Linked DNA regions of Anser cygnoides: region 2 is linked to region 1. A link is a contact called in public Hi-C data. All regions are on one chromosome and are shown on one strand. The core of a region is the stretch at or near the end of the contact, and the rest is flanking DNA. Distances in the headings are between cores, read along the strand shown.

Region 1 (2,700 bases), core at 191-2,690:
CTGTCCTTTAAACACACGCGCTCCCGACCTGGACGTGCAGCCTTTGTAGTCGATCCCAAGGGAACAGCTTTCTCCTGTTTCCTCATTCTTCTTTTTTTTTTTTTTTCTCCTCCTCCCCAGCCCCTCGATGATTTTGCTGCGGGTCAGAAATTTAAAGGAGTTGGGGTCTCCCCCCCTCCTGCAAAGACGGTGCTTCGCCCTTCCTTCCTTCCTTCACGCCTCCCCTTTCACTTTCAAGGTTTTACCCTCCCGAAGGGGCACGGGGGTGGCAGGGGACACGGTGATAGCCGACTCAGCCGCGGCGAGTGGCAGCGCACGCCGGGCAGGCCGCGCTCAGCACCCCACCCCCACCGCACACAGCCACCCAGAAGAAAATATCCCAGCAGAGCAGCAAAATGGTGGCCAGGGCTTCCCCCGGCACCTACGGGGAGATGAGCCGGGGGGGGGGGGGTGCCAGCAGCCACCCGTGCCCACCAGGGCCGCCGTGCCGTGCTGCGCCGTGCCATGCGGCGAGGACAGCCTGTCCACGCGTGACGTGCGGCCGCACGGCCCCGCCGTAAATAACTCCCGGCCCCCAGCCCCGCCGGGCTGCCTGTACCTGAGAACGCCTCGCTTTGCTTTGTTTCTGGTAAAAAGCCTCCTTTAAACTACTCCTCGCTTTTCCACGGGCTGATAGGGGAGCTCGGGGCCCACTGGAAAATACCAGAGGCGAAGCCAACCCGGCTGCTCCGCGGGAGAAACGGCTGGGCCCAAAGCAGAGCAGGAAGGCCATGAACAACGGGGGCTCACGCTGCCTTGCGTGGGCCCACCCTGAGCACAGACATCAGCTCCGGGCTGATCCCACCTTGGGGGCACCCACCCGCGGCACGGCGCTCGCCGAAGCGTTGCCGGCGGGCTTTGCGGCGGCGCCGGGGGTCTCACGGCTGCAGCACGCACGCTGCGGGGCCGCGCAGCATCTCCAGTGCATGACCTCGGGGGAAGCGGTGCCAAGGCTCACAGGGCATGTTGGTGCACGGCTGCGTGCTTACGTAACCTCTCTGCACGGAGTATCTGCCCGCCGTCCTAGCTCAGTGCTGTGCGTGACCGCTCGTCTCCATTTTGTCTTCGCCCGCGTGCGAGGCCCACGGAGCTCAGTTCCCCTCGCGCTCGGCAGCCTGTGGGGCCGACCCGGGGGGTTTCTCGGCCGCTCCCCATGCCTGCCCCCGCGCCTGGCTGTTGGCTGCGTACGCGGGACACGCAGCTCTGCTCTCGCAGCGTACGGAGGCCGGGGAGGTTTCGATTTTTAATAAAGCAGCACGTGGTGACCCTGCAGTCGCAGGCCTGAACTCAGCCTGCCCACGACGCACAACTCGGGGATCCCGTTTAGTCAACTCAGGGAGCCCATTTAAGCTCCCAACGCCTCCGGAGCGAGCGGCTGGCTGGGGGCGCCGGCAGGAGCCGCCTCCGGGGAGCGCTCCCGCTGCCTGCCCCCCGCAGCAGCCCGGAGGTGCCCGCAGCCCCGGCCCCGCTGCGGGTGGGTGCCGAGCCCCCCCCGGCCACCCCTCAGGAGCCGGCGCTCCGCTCACACGCGGGGCCGGGGCCGGGGCCGGCGGGAGCGGCGTTGGCGCGGGGCCCGGGGGAGCCCCCGGCGCGGCGCGGGGCGGCGCGGCCGCAGGAAGCGCCCATTAGCACGGGCCAATGGCGGCGCCGGGCTGTTACCGGGCGGGCCGGGCAGATCTCGCCGCCCGGTCCCGCCGACACAAAGGGGACCGGCCCGGGGGGCGAGCGCCGCACGCGCCGCCGCTGGGCTCCCCGCGGGGCTCCGCGGCCCCCGGGCCCTTCCCCGCCCGGGGCCGCCCCGCACCTGCCCGGCCGGGTCCCGCCCCGCCGCTACCTGCCCGCCGGGCGGGGGGGGCGGCGCCCTAACGGCCTCTTAACGGCCTCCTAACGGCCCTCAACGGCCGCCCACGGCCAGGGGCCGGTCCGTCGGACCGAGCCCGGGGCTGTCAGTCAGTCAGTCGGTCAGTCAGTCAGCGCCCTGCCCCGCTGGTAGCGCGCTGGGGCTGCCGGCGGCGCTCGCTCCCTTCCCTCCCGCCCCGGTGCCGGTGCCGGTGCCGGTGCCGGTCCCGCTCCCGGTGCCGGTGCCGCCGCCCCGCCCCGCTCCTCCCCGGCCCCGCCCCGCCCCTCTCCGGCACTTTCTCATGACGTCACCCCGCCCCGCGCGCCGCCGCCGCCTCTGACAAAGGGAAGCCGCGGGCGCGCGCATTCCTGGCGTGCCGCCGGGCCGCGGGCACGCGCCTCCCGCCCCTCTCCCCCGGGCTGTCGGGAGCGCGCCTCCCTGCCCGCGCACCTGCCGGCGGGGTGCCACGGGCCGCTGGCCGTGGGGGCCGGGCGCTCGGCCCCGCAGCCCCCCGCCCTGCCCCGCCCCGCCCCGCCCCGCCCTGCCGCCCCCGCCCCGGCAGCGCACCGGCCCCGCGGCGACGTGCGGGTTCTCGCTCACCCGGCTTGGGCACAGGGGGAGAGGGGCCTCTGTCAGCACCTGGTGCCCGGCGAACGCGGGCTGGATGCTCTCGGCTTTGTGTTGACTGCAGGAGCGGTCCCATCGCTGGGGAGCCCGTCTGCCTGTGTGGGAGTGCCTTGGAGCAGGCTGTTGGATGTAGGTGGGGTGGCCGCGGGGACCCGCAGAGCGTGCCTCTTACCGCTCCGCGTCCTCTGTCAGAG
Region 2 (2,700 bases), core at 112-2,611, 580 kb after region 1:
ATATTTCAAAGGTAAAAAGCACCTGGACGAAAAAACAATCATCAACAAAAAACATCAAGGCATTTTAGGTTGTCTTTGTGCATAATGATAAATATGCAGATGATTTTTTATTTTTAATCTTCTTGTAGAACACATACACCAAAGAGACAAAAGTTATTAATTACCTTCTTCTAACTCTTCAAGTTACATTATATATTTTTTAGCCATACCTGTTATGGCTAAATACATGTAAACATGGATGCTGCTGAACTTTGGGGCATAGTTGGGTTTGTGGTGATTTACTTATTTTTTATTTTTTTTCCCCTCCTCTTGCTAATACTAGTAGATCTAAATCTCCTCTCCTTGTTTTCTTCTGGGATTTATGCTTCTTCTTGGGGTAGTAACATCTTAAAATCACATCATTAGGCATGGAACACTGGAGGTAAAAATTCTGACCAGTAGTGTTTCGTTTTATTGACGTTGCATGATCTTAAGGATATGGGAGAGGCTCAGTGTGCAGTGTCCACGCTTCTGGATTTCATCATATGTTTGTGTGCTTTGGAGCCTTCAGGCACATCCTGGAAATTCCAGCTGGCAGGACTGTGGGGTTGGGTGGATCTGCCCACAAGGGAAAGAATATAAATCCCAAATTGTCCTAGTTCAGAACCTTCGTGTTGACACCACTGTAGTCTGACGTCATTTCAGAAAGGACAGAGCAGGCTTCCTGCACCTGTCATACTGAAATCAAACAGAGCATCTGAGATATTCAAGCTCTGACCTCTTGAAACCCAAAAGCGACTAGCCCATTGCAAGCATAAAATTCAATCATTTCAACTTTTGCATGCCATTCTGCACCGTGACTGACACTTTCATTTAGATTACTTCCATGATTTTGCATTTTCGGAAGACTGCAATTACTTTTGGGAAGCACTGAGCATACCTCCTTCAGCCCCCTGCATTTGGTGCGCCCTCGCAGGGAGCCCATCTTGGCACCACAGACAGGTCCCCCATGTGCTATGTTACCCCAATTTACACCCGTATCCCAACAACTCTACACCCCCACTGCCTCTCCTCACAATCCCTGGGGTTTTATCGCCCGGACACGGCCGCCTCCATGCCCCAGGAGCCCTGTGAGCCCCCTGACACCGCTCCCCACAACCCCAACCCACCCCAGCCCCAAGACCACCACCCCCCCATTCCCCCCCCCCCCCAGGCCGCCATAACACCTCCCTTCACATCCCGCCCCCCGGGCGCTGCCCGCCAATCACACCCCAGCACCCCCCACCGCCGGCCTATCAGCTCCCGCCGCCCTTCCCGCCCCTCCGCCCTGCCGGCGAATCCCCGCCCCCTTCTCCACAGGCAGCCAATGGCGGGGCGGGCGGCAAGCGCGGCTCCGGCGGGGCGTGTGAGGGGAGCGGCCGCCGCCCTCCCTCGCTCCCTCCCTCCCTCGCCGCTTCCCCGCTTCGCCGCCGGTCTCCTGCGCTCGGCCGGCTCCGGGCCGCCCCTTGTGCAGCCGCTGAGCGGCGGCGGCCCTCAGCAGGTGGGTGGCGGCCGGCTGGGCCGGGGGAGCCTCTCGAAGCGGGGCTGAGCCGCCGGCGTGCCCTCTGAGGTGTTCCCGGTGTGGGTAGCGGGAGGCGGCTGAGGGGCGGTGGGGACGGGGTTGTGGTGAGGGGGACACCGCGGCCCCGTGGGGAGCCGGGGCTGGTCCCCCCTGTTTTGGGCTCCAGAGCCTCCCCCCCAGGCTTTTTATCCCCGGTGGGGTTGCGCGGTGCCAAGTTCTGTGCGCCACCGGGCTGTGCGCTAACCCGGCTGAAAGCTGTGAAACTTACACAGAAATACCGTAGTCACCGTAAAAAGTGCTTTTGAGGTGTAATTCCGCGCGCGTTTTGCTCACGGGGCCCGGGTTTGCCGGGTGGGCGTGCTGAATAGGCTCGTTGCGGAAGGGAGAGGTCAGGTCTAGCAGCAGCTTTTGGTCTCCGTTTGCTCGCCACGTTTTTACGCACCGCGAATGTTTTGTGCCGTGTCTTCAGTTTTCAATGGAAAAATCAGCATTAAGTGTGACTTTGGTTATTTATACTGGCTGTGGTACTGGTGGTGGGGCTGCAGCGTCGGGTGCCTTTTTTGGGGAAGGAAAAAGCGCAAAGTAGGATGGAGAGAAGCGGCCCGTTGCTCCTCTCACCTGGCAATTTATCAGCACTTGAAGGACGATCGTGTTGAAACTCTGCAGTGTAGAGGAAATTACTGTACAGGGGACTACTCATTTCCTTATCACGTGTGTAGGAGTGCAGCAGTGAGACTGGGAAAGATGTTTTGTGCTGGGTTTCTCAATTATATTTTCCTGTCTGCCCTCTTCAGTTTCTGGATCTATGCGCTCGTCTAACGTGGTCGTGTGTCCTCTGTCCAATGTGAATTGTACAGTAAGCACCGGGAATGTGTTCTTGATTCGTCAATACAACTAATCATTACCGAATTGTAATATTGCAGGTGATGTTGTAGGTGAGTGACGCGGCTCTCCGTTGATGCAGAAGTGTAACTACCTGCTCACACAGAAATAAGGCTCTGACAGAGCCGTGACCTGCTGCAAGAAGCAGCTGCGCTGGGAGCTCGGGGTCGTTTTGGGGTGTTACAGCCTCCTTCAGAGCATCCTCCTGCAAGAAAACGCTACTCCTACGTTAAAAAAAAAAAAAACCGTGACATCCAACAGCTGAGGCGTGTGAGCTC

The links. A called contact is a pair of places that touch in the nucleus more often than the background predicts.
Region 2: a Hi-C map of liver shows a contact between it and region 1, with 2.9 times the contacts expected there. The contact joins the promoter of LOC106044877 here to the promoter of CCND1 in region 1. A contact is called at or near these places in 2 of 7 Hi-C or Micro-C datasets (both in liver).

What each region holds. Positions count from the first base shown.
Region 1 is chr5:18,864,621-18,867,320 of Taihu_goose_T2T_genome, forward strand. CCND1 (cyclin D1) reads right to left here and starts at 1,441. Exons shown (of 6, transcript XM_048058807.2): 1 at 1-1,441.
Region 2 is chr5:19,444,902-19,447,601 of Taihu_goose_T2T_genome, forward strand. It overlaps LOC106044877 (carnitine O-palmitoyltransferase 1, liver isoform), which reads left to right and starts at 1,362. Exons shown (of 24, transcript XM_048058718.2): 1 at 1,362-1,519.